Regions from separate parts of the Mus musculus genome. Here regions 1 and 3 are each linked to region 2. The links are chromatin contacts, called in public HiChIP or PLAC-seq and promoter capture Hi-C maps. All regions are on one chromosome and are shown on one strand. The core of a region is the stretch at or near the end of the contact, and the rest is flanking DNA. Distances in the headings are between cores, read along the strand shown. Region 1 overlaps Zbtb20 (zinc finger and BTB domain containing 20). Region 2 overlaps Zbtb20 (zinc finger and BTB domain containing 20). Region 3 overlaps Zbtb20 (zinc finger and BTB domain containing 20).

What was found. Promoter capture Hi-C pulls out the DNA fragments that hold promoters and counts their contacts. HiChIP or PLAC-seq counts read pairs in DNA pulled down with a chosen protein or histone mark.
Region 1: an H3K4me3 HiChIP or PLAC-seq map of forebrain shows a contact between it and region 2, with 5 times the contacts expected there. The contact joins two enhancer-like sites. A contact is called at or near these places in 3 of 115 datasets of contacts at active chromatin or transcription factors (embryonic basal ganglia, embryonic forebrain and forebrain) and 2 of 9 other capture datasets (adipose tissue and liver).
Region 3: a promoter capture Hi-C map of neural stem cells shows a contact between it and region 2. The contact joins two enhancer-like sites. A contact is called at or near these places in 1 of 39 promoter capture datasets (neural stem cells) and 1 of 484 Hi-C or Micro-C datasets (the N1E-115 cell line).

Annotation. Positions count from the first base shown.
Region 1 is chr16:43,508,932-43,512,450 of GRCm38.p6, reverse strand. All of the region lies in intron 5 of Zbtb20 (zinc finger and BTB domain containing 20), which reads right to left. Among named protein-coding and RNA genes, the nearest start is that of Gm15713, 90 kb to the right of the region's middle. Within about 2 kb of position 1,715, at least 37 of the 459 cell types and tissues checked have an H3K27ac peak or open chromatin away from gene starts, as enhancers often do. A contact at or near this core is called in forebrain, where this site is marked.
Region 2 is chr16:43,128,894-43,132,493 of GRCm38.p6, reverse strand. All of the region lies in intron 2 of Zbtb20 (zinc finger and BTB domain containing 20), which reads right to left. Among named protein-coding and RNA genes, the nearest start is that of Gm25873, 4.5 kb to the right of the region's middle. Within about 2 kb of position 1,758, at least 73 of the 459 cell types and tissues checked have an H3K27ac peak or open chromatin away from gene starts, as enhancers often do. A contact at or near this core is called in the N1E-115 cell line, forebrain and neural stem cells, where this site is marked.
Region 3 is chr16:43,589,725-43,593,373 of GRCm38.p6, reverse strand. The region is part of intron 9 of Zbtb20 (zinc finger and BTB domain containing 20); the gene reads right to left. Among named protein-coding and RNA genes, the nearest start is that of Mir568, 49 kb to the left of the region's middle. Within about 2 kb of position 1,698, at least 71 of the 459 cell types and tissues checked have an H3K27ac peak or open chromatin away from gene starts, as enhancers often do. A contact at or near this core is called in the N1E-115 cell line and neural stem cells, where this site is marked.

The DNA.
Region 1 (3,519 bases), core at 466-2,965, 380 kb before region 2:
TGAAGGCTGTAGAGTGGCAATGTACTCTACTGACAATGCACATACCTTTTAACTTTTGTTCTTTTTATGGTCATAGTATGTGCATGCGGATAAATAAATGCACAATTCTTTAGCTCCAGAAATGTTTATCCCAAGCTCTGAAAACATAGCTTAAATAATACACTGGCTAGCTGGCATCTCAGCATTGCTGTTTATGTTATAAGGCTTATAGTACCACTCTGTAAAATATATACTCATTTATTTCGTGTTTAATCTAAAGTGTAGAGTTTCGGGCTGGGAACGGATTGCAGATTGTTCTCTCCTGGTTAATTTTGGCTTTAAGTATATTGATCACTTTATCATTTTCTTGTGTTAAACTGCTTTAAACACAGCACAAATGTTACTCTCATCATGCCAGAAATGGGGTTGGAATTGATTTTGAGTTTCCATTAATTTTACTCTTTGCTCTCTATGAGAAGTTTTTCACTTGTTTAAACTCAGAAAGATACTTTTGTTCAAAAGATGTGTCAGTGCGATGACAAGGGAGTCTCTGCTGGCCTGGGAACCTCAGATGTCTACAGAAGGAAGAAGTTATCAAATTCACTGCCATGGACTTTGCTGAAATTAGTGAAGACTCATTCATCCTAATGCAGTTTCAAGGGCTTCCTCCCTCTTCTCTTCACAGAAGAGCTCAGCAAAGCACACATCTCCTAAGAAGCCCCCCTGATTGGTCCGGGCTGGCACTGTTTCAGTGTTTGGCCTACGGCGGCTGCTTAGGAATAATTTTCTCTCATCCTCTCTATTTTCCTGGACTGTATCAAACTCAGACACGTGGTGTGCAAAGGAAATCCAAGGCCTTAAAAATGCTTTTTATTTTGGTAGTAAGGCCATTGCCAGTTCTGTTTTGGCCAAATGATCTTATCAAGATTTAACAAGAGATTCTCAATAACACCTCTAATCTGTGAGAAGACATTAGATCAAGGAAGATAATTTATTCCATCTTGCATACATCTACCTTCCTTCCTGGCACCAAGGAGGGACAATGATCAAACTTAGTATTGGTACTGAAGATAATACAAAGTGACAAGAATGCTATGGCAATTACTCATTTTGATTAATTTAAAAATTGATAAATAAGTGGGTTTTTTTCTATATTACAGCAGACACTAGAGATCCATTTTCGGTCACTGTTGGGTATTTCTGCTCCTATAAAGGCACCTTACAAATCTGCTGTGCTGTCCACAGTACTGTCACAATTCGTCAGATTCTCTAGACTAACTAGATGAAACAACTGCATTTCAGCATTAAGATTCCTTTTCGGAGTCAAATAAAAGGAGAGCCGTACAGTTCAAACAGCTTGAAAGGCTTGTCACAAACACAGCCAAACCTGTACACATTATCTGTTTTTCTAGGTTTGGAGTACCAGTCTATAAAGTACCAGTCCCTTGTATGGTAACTGGGTTTTACTTCACACTTAGGAGTATTCAAACCCACAGGGAGAAGTTTAGATAGGTAAACTTCACTTCCTACCCTATCTATCTTTACTGCTCCCCTGCAGTTTTGTGTTTCGGAACACATGCTTCATGCCTTTAAAAAGTGCCAGGAAATCTCTTCCTGCAGCTACACAAGCTTTGGTTTTATGTGTGTATCATGACACACCTTAATACAGAGAGTCCCAGCAACTGCAGTGGGACTTTAATTTAAATCCAGACTTAGGGCGAAGAGCTCCATCTACTGAATCAGTTAGATCCTCGCTGGCACCCTAGAGTTATCCCCTTCAGTACTCTAACACTGAGAAGCCCTGTAGAGAACAGAGAAGTTACAGACATGACCGGCAAAAACTAGCTGTGAGCCTAATGCTCTTTTTGATATTTCCCAGATGCCCTAAGACCCCTTTCCTTTGTCCTTCCCAGTTTTCAAAGCTTTCCATGTTTCAATATAGAACAGAAGCGGGTGCTCTGCCATGTGAACCATCTCTCAGAAGCAATAGAAAGCCATTGGCATTGAAGGGAGAGCCTCAAGTAAGTGAAGGAAAGATACGCGAAGAAAATCCCTGTCCCTGGCAGACTGAATAAACCAGGAAAATTCAGAGAAAAGGATAGCTTCCTTACCCCCTACCTTGTATGATTGCTGAAAGGCTCCAGCCCCCAGGATCAGCTCTCTGGGCCCCTCCTTGGCTGCACAGTGTTGCTGTGGCATTGAAAATTTGCTGTGGCTTCCTAAGATTATAGGGAAATGCTCCAGCAAGCCAAAAAAGTCACAAACAAAAATTCAAAGGAAATAAAAAAAAAAAAAAAACCAAAAAAAAAAAAAAAACCTCCCAAAAACCAACAACAACAAAAAATCCAACCCACCAGCATAAAGCAGCTGATTTTATTGGAGAAGGTCTTGGCATGTTCCTCCATATGCCACAATTTTCTTTGGTCCTTCCTAGGTCTATGATCAGAAAACTCATTGTGCCATCCTTACTAGCGCCGTTTTTCTCAGGGTTGCTGATGGCACAGCATGGACAAATGGATCCAGGAGAAGCAAGCTAAAGAGCATATAGATGTCCTGTTCACTTGAAAGCTTTCCAGGAGATCACAGTTTTACAAGTTTCTTTCTCAGAATATCAGTGACATAGAGAAACATATACTCTGTCTAGCTTAGAGAAGAATAAATCAAAATTAAAGAAAAAAACAAACAAAAAACCAAACCACTTGTTAACACACTAACAGATACGGAACACAGCAAGTGGTATTTGAATAAACTTCAACATTAATATATCTGCATAAAATGGAGGAGTGTGTAAAACCTATGAAATATAAATTAAGGTAACTTATAAGGATATAAATATATGTTTATAAACATATAATAATCAGAACTAACAGTTTATAGGATTTTAAAATTACAGAAAAATGATAAAAGTTCGCGGATTCTTTTTCTTTTATATAAAAATATAATTAACATAAATATTAAGTGTCTTTGTGTATCTTTTATTGTATATGTAAGTATGCATTAATATGTTTATCTATAACTATATACAGACACACACAGACACACACACACACACACCTGCATAAAGTTATACCGATTGGCAATAAAAGGTAGTAGGTTGAAAGAAAGTTAAAACTCTGAATTACTTCAAAGTGGGTATTGCAAATATCAATAGGCTACCTATAGGCTTCTTAATATTTCTTTTTTAACACGCTGAATTTTCAAATTTGATCTTAAAGCACACAAAGAAGACAGAATTAGAAAATCACTGCATAGCAAAATATATTCTGTTAAAAACCGATCAGTCACATTTATTATAATGTTTAAAATTCATGAACTTAAAATACAAAAACAAAACAAAACAAAACAACAACAAAATCCAAACAGCTAATTAGATTTGTTTTACAAATCTTTTCAAGACAAGTTCACTTCCGAGTCACAAGTATGAGAAATTTCATCCTCGAGGGTAACTTGTTTGAATAGTTAAAAAGGCCTCCCAAAATGAAAACCAAATCTCTACCATGACTATAACAGAGAGCTAATGACGAACTGCACTCGAGCAGG
Region 2 (3,600 bases), core at 509-3,008:
TCCTTAATTAACTATTTCCCTATGAATTTTGTGCCATTCTTTGAACCATTCCAGGTGAATGCTGTATAGGTCACCATGGTCAAGAGCAGACCGAATATAGGGAGGAGAGATAACTCACAGGAAGAGCTCTGCATGCAAGAGGCTCAGGGTTCCAGCCTAGTACTGAGAATATACTGGTAAGATTTTAAAAATTAATTCTCAAAATAAATGTAAATTTAAGGAGAACTACAAGTTTTAGGCTGAATTAGCAAGGTCTTTTTCAAAAGATAGTGAGAAAAGAGGTCCTTGAGTTTTTAATGAAAAGAAATAAAAGTTAGCTTCCACTGCATACTGTTGAGGGATAAATCCAGAGAAGACTGGGTTGGATATCACAGCCCAACACTCTGAACCTCCACAGACTGTGCTGTCACCAGAGCCTGTCATCCAACTATTTACTTTTGATCTAAAAATATCCTAGTCAAAAAGACTGAATGATTACTCCACAGTGTAGCCCGTATTTAGTGATCTGAGAATGAAATTTCATTTCATGCAAGCAAATGGTTTTGCTCTCCCAATCAACGAAGAGCTTCATCATGTGGGAACCATCATTACAAGGGAATGTGAATGACAATTTTAAACAAATGGATTATAATAGAAACGTCTAACAAAGGCTATTTTTCATAATGATATTGCCATTAGAAGAAAGTTAAGGTCTTTCTTTTCACTTAACTTATGAGAAAGAAGAAAGGCGGTTGGGGGGGGGGGAAATGAATGAATGAATGAATATCTTTTGCTTCATAGTTACCCTTCATGCTGCTTAGGAACTCCACTTAAATGTGTCACTTAGGCCTAAACATACAAAGCTTACTCCTAGCGATGAGCATCGTGGCTTTGCTGGGGTTGAAGAGGGTGTGGGAATTTTAAGAGTCTATTTTTGAGCACTACATCTGTGAAACATATGAAATTCATTTGGCCAAAGCAGCATTGTAAAACTAACATTATCAAGGGACTTTTCCTGGGAGAAGAACATCACAGTGACTGTATAGAGGACATGTAGGAATCTTTCCTTCAGAGAAAGGGAGGTGGTGGTTGGAGCATGAAGGAGACTAGGTGGATACTGCTTCCAACTGGATCTTACTTACACTGCCCTTCCATAGCACTTAGTGATGGTATAGGGAAGAAGTCTGACCTCACCATGGACTTTGATGCTTTAGTTATAGTGTGACACACCCACTGAGCCAAGTGTGGGCATCTTCTCTGGGGTTATCTGTACCTTGTGGGACTTGAGAAAGTACTTCCAGAATGACTCACTACTCAATGCACATTAAACAAAGACATCTTGCCAGTGAAATAACATAACCAGCCCAGATACTTTCTAACTTCCTGAGGTAAAGTATCTCATTGGCAGATTCATTCTCATTTTCCCTAATCCATACTCCACCAAACCAATACAAAAAGAACAGGAAGAGAAAATAAACGTAAGAAAAACAATTAGCTAGTGCCCTCTTCAAAGCCTGTAACATTATCTAGAACAACAGCACGGCCATTGTTTGTGCTGCCCAAGCCCTGCATGTCTGCTAGCTTACCCGATGTCCTGAGGGAATAATAAACTAAGCAGATTAGATGTAGACTGATTTGTTCACGCCATCACTGCCTCACACAACACACACACTGTTCTGAGTGTCTGAACACATGCGGGCAGGTAAACCCAGAAAATGGGCACTCCGTGTTGGCAGGAGGGGAAGAGGCTGCCAACAAACAGGGCCTGTTTATTATTTAACAGTTGGTACTGCTAGAGGCCTGGCACAGCTATAGAGCACTCTCTGTTTCACTGCAAGTCAGCCTGATTATGAGAGCGTGTGAGCCAAATTGTGTTTACCATAGTCTGTGAGAACTTCAGTGCCCCCAACAGACATGGAAATTCTTACAATAGCTCTCATCCAAACAGAAAATCATCCCTGAGATGGAGGTAAAGGGCTCCATGTGCTTAAATCTTGTCTCATCAGCTGGCTGTGGGTCTCCCCAGGCTTTTGCTTTTCACTTGTTCAAGATAAATCCTTCCTTTCCAATGCCACAGAATCTAACCCTCTGCTTTTGGTTGCTTTATTTTGGGACCTACATGAACCAAATACCATGGGAGTCACGCACCTACTTGTATTGCTTAAGCCATCCTGCAAGTGTGGCTTTCCAGCCAAAGCCTCTGCTGCCCAGGACAGCTACCCCCTGCTTCTCCTTCGCCGGGGCTGCCTCTGCAGTCAGTCTCTTGTCTGCCAACATGGGCCACAGGTGGATGCCTTCCTACAAATCCAATCAGTGGGATAATGTGCTACTATCACAAGAGTGGACCTTAATGACAAAGAGCCCTGCTTAGATGGTCACCCCATTAACTCTGATTCGATTATTCTGCCCCAGAAGAACACTTGGCTTCACAACCACAGATGGCACCTGCCCAACAGAAAACCTGTAGACAAAGTACTCGCATGTGGTTCATATGTTGTCAAAATATTAAATTTGATGTTAAAAAAATACATGTGTCATAAGAACTCAGAGGCACTGGCTCCCTAGGAAAACCCTCACTGCGTTTTTTTAAAGGCAATCTGTGGCAAGAGCACAAGACTGCTGTGTTAACCAGGCAACATGGATAATCTAATCAATTCCTTTAAAATTTAACATAAATCAATATTCCCTTTAAGTATAAGACCCTGAGGTTTTGTCCTGCATATTCAACTTAAGCAATCTTTGAAACTTTATATAATTTATTTCTATACAACTGTTTATATATTCAAAATAAAACTGACTACAAAGAAACTAGTTCAATATTTTGAACATAAACAATATCTTGGACATATTTTATCCTTAACCATGATTAGATATAACCAAAATGCTTCTAAAATTGAAAATAAAGGCAAACCACTTATCTTACTCATGACTGTATAAACTAATTTTTGTTATTTGTTCTTTTTGTTTGTTTGTTTTGCTTTATTTTGTTTTGTTTTTCAAGACAGGGTTTCTTTGTGTAACCCTGGCTATCCTGGGTCTTACTCTGTAGCCCATGCTGGCCTTGAACTCAGAAATCCACCTATCACTGACACACCAGTGCTGGGATTGAAGGTGTGAGCCACTACTGTATGGCTTGTTCTTTATTTCTTAATTATAGCTAACATAAATATGCTGAGTTATACAAGTATGGTCGGTTTTAAATATTTTCTCAATTTTAAGTGCCACTCAAAGAAGACAATGTTTATCATTAAGTAAAAGTATAATTTTATATTTCACACTATGGTAGTTTTCAAAGACAGTAGTTATCTCTAGGTTATAGATTATGTTCTTCTAAATTAAACAAAACTTAATGATCAAGAAATTTATGCACGACCATAGCTGGTACTGATAATCACTTCCTCCTCTAACCTAGCAAACACTAGGCGAGAGCCTCCAAACCTCCTCTATATAACAATGCTCATATAGTTAGCAGAAAACGGGCTCTGCCACTGTCACAACCATGAGCAAAACAAACAGGTAGGAAGAAGACCATATTGTTCTATGTGTAATGACACTGCATCCTAAAGGGAGCTGTGAAGGACAGCTCACTCTTTTCACACTCACTCACACACATATGCACAC
Region 3 (3,649 bases), core at 449-2,948, 460 kb before region 2:
TGAACTTACCTCACTTCTTTTAAACCACACTCATCTGTTTATTATTTCTGATCTCTGTTAAGTTATTCTCAACTTCCTGACTTCATCTGTCCTAAGAAATATTCTACTAGGCCCTTCTGCCACTGACGATTCAGTGGATGCCAAAGATGGCGAGCCACGTTTATATGAAAGGGAAAGAGACACCTAGTCTGGAAAGTGAGGTAGAAAATTATCAGGCTCCACTCTTGCCTGACCCAGGGAAACCAGTGCTTGGTAGTAGATGCTAGAAGCTATCTATCAATGGGTGCTGACAACAGCTCTTTATATTTATGTTAACAGTGTCGGGGATTGTTTAGAATATTTTCACTTGCTGGCCACTGGGTGTCCTCATTTACAAAGTAAATATGCAACATTTAGTGCAGGTCACCAGGGAGAATAAAAGCCACTAGTCTTCTCTTTGGCTTTTCACATACTGGGTCTAAATTTATTGCTAAACTCACAACCAGGTTGTATATTAGTAATGTTTAAAAGTTTTCAGGTCAAACTGTTAAAAGTTTTTAAACCAAAAACAAGTTATTCAGTGTCCAGACAGGAATTTAAAAGGCTGTTTCTTCACAGAAGGGACTGTGATGCAGCCATTAGAATGAGCCCTTATTCCTCTGAAAACTGGCATGAGACTGTGACTATCTGCAGAGATCCAGCATAGAGAAGCAGAGAAGATCTTAATTTATTCTCAAAAAGAGAGAGAGAAAATACCAAATATCTCTATGGGATATTTGTTAGATTCTTCTTCTTTTTTTTATCTTGACTTTTCTGAAAAGTAATTAAAAATAATAATGAGAAAGATAAAATATGTCCTTTGTCTGAGAAGCCCAAAATAATGTAAAAAATAGCACAACGTGCTGGGTCAGCATCATGACTATTAATCATTTCACATTTGAAGCCAGAGAACAGAGTCGGGCCTTTGTGGACCAGTTATTTCATCTATAAATGAAGATGTTTATGCTCCATGGGGTTGTCTTGGGAGAAGCCAAGCAGAGTCCTAAGGCACACTGGGCTCCTGGGATGAGAGACTGCATATGAGAGGGGCTGAGGACATTAATAACATTCTGTGGTTGCATCACAGCTGTGGATGACTTCGCTCTGATGGCAGATACGAATCAAGGCCAAAGCTTGTACAGCCAACAAATATTTCCTGGCTTGGTCATTCTAGGGCTCTGAGGTCGACATGCTCTTGCAACCACTTTCTATGCGTGCTGATCTGATTTTCTGCTTTTCCACAACTCTCCCTGTCTCCTCACTTTGCTTATAGTAATGAAGGAATTCTTTCCTTTTCACGCCAGAAAATATTTCTGCCCTACAATCCTGCTAACTCCTCAAAGTGGAGACAGAGCTACTATTAAGAGTAGAAGGGGACTTGCCTTCAAATGTCATACTTGGCTAATTAGCTAATCTTTCTCAAAAGTAAACTTCGCTGGGATAATTTTTTCACTAGTGTACATCTCTGCTTAATTATTATTCTTTGGCATGTCATTTTGGTATATAAATTATCAACATGATCCTGTGCCATAACTGGTAATTTATACAGATAATATCAGGGAAAGAGGAAGCTCTCTGAGCTATTCACTGCTTTTCAGAGATAGATGGTCTTGCCTTTGCTGGCTTTGCTTACCAGGGTTTTTGCTTGTAAAAGACCACCCACTCCTGCTGCCAGGACAGCAATCTATGGCTCTTAATCAATAGTTAAGTGCACAACAATGCACAATAGCTGGGTCACTCTCATCCTGTGACTGTACAAAAGCTTCACAATGCCTTTGCAGTAGATGGAGAAGTCTCCACTTTAGTTTAAAGATCTTTAAGTTCCTAGGATTGAGACTATTTTCCAAGTCTTTAATTAGTAGAGTCATGTTTGAACTACTGTAACCTCGAAGACACATATCTGCAGAGTCCTTCTGATCATATTTTACCCTAAGAGCTTTCCCACTTTGGCTTCCTTGGTTTGCTCCTCTAATTTCACTTTCAAAACTTCTTGAGGCTCAGTGGCTGAACACTACACAGCATGGGCCTTATCTGATGTGCCGGCGCCTGGTGTGGCCTAAGACACACTGGTGTTTTGTTCTTACAGTACGGAACTGATGTTCTGAAACCTAGACTCCAACACAAAGCAGATCATTAGCTCATTTAAGTGTCTCTTTCTTTCCTCCCAGCCTCCTCCTACCCACCCCAATACTTCCTTAGTCTTATGTACTGGCAGCAGATGGCAACCATATTCCAAAGCTGAGTATATACAAAATCATGCCATGGAGAACAGAGTGGCTTCAAAGTTAGCCTTTCTATTCAAGTGGGATGGCAGAGACTTCTGGAACAGGGGACTCATCTCTCGTTCACTTAATCCTCTATTCATTCAGCCAGGAATTTGTTTTCTTACACATCTTTCTACTGTCCAGCCAGTTGAAGGAGGGTGGGTGTGAAGCAACTCTCTTGAGGGCCCCTCCAGCAGGAGGGCCCTAAGATTCTATGCCAAGCTCTTATTTCCCTGGGCCAGCTCTGCCTGCTGCGGATCCAATCATGCCATTCCCAGGGGAGGAGCTCTGGAGCATTGTGTGTGGGGGCTGGATTTCTCAAGAACCATCTCCTTGCTATACTAACAGTCATATGCTGCCTTCGCCAGACAAAGACTGGACCTGGGAAGATGATGAGACAAGAAAGAATGGTTGGGGCTGCACAAAACTGTACCCCATTTGACAGTGATGGAAAGCAGAAGTGGGAGATCTTTCCTTTTAGTTATTGCAAGGTTTTCTAGAGCTTTCACCCAATCATCTGTTTGAGCATCTTGTGAAGAACATCTATTTTCATATCTATGAACAAACAGGCACCAGATTATATTACAAAGTTGACCTTAACCCTGCCATATTGCTATTAAAATCAAAACATGTAGCGGTCTATGATCAAGAGAAAGCACTCTGTTTTCCCAGCATACAAACCTGAGGGTATCTGGGATGCACTTTGTTATGTAGGTCTGCTGAGTGGAAAAATTCAATTCAATATTATAACCCTGCAATATGCTCAGTAGTACAGTTCCCTGAGCTGCCCTATCTCCTTCAGTCATCCATTCTGCAAACACTGGCTGAACACCTACTATGGCTAAGCACTTTACTGGATCCAAGAGATGAGGAAATGGACAACAGCAGAGTTTGCCTGGATAAAACAGGCATTCAACATTTTAGCTGGGGCTGACCATTCAGCGGCACAGCAACTGCCTAGCAAGTGTGGGGCAACAGGTCCGCTTCCCAGAATGACAAAAATGAATGTATGAATAAGTAAATAATAAATTATTAAAATAAGGAGTTACAAGAACTGGCAAGGAGCCTTTGAGATGGATCAGTGGATGGAGATACTTGCTACTCCAGCTGATGACCTGAGTCCAACCCATGCCTCTATACGATGGAAGAAAAGAACGAGTAAGTTATCCCTGGCTTCTACACACATGCTGTGGAGTATGTGTGTGTCCCCTCCTCACATGTAATGCTTTTTTTAAAGCTGCCAGAGCATGGATGTTATGGCTAACCCCTTTCTGACTGGAGTTTAGGCCTGCTCCAAGGAGGGAGCTCATTCTGATACAGTAAACCTTGTCCAAAGCTTGTGGCTGGGAGACCATCGGTCCTAGGGA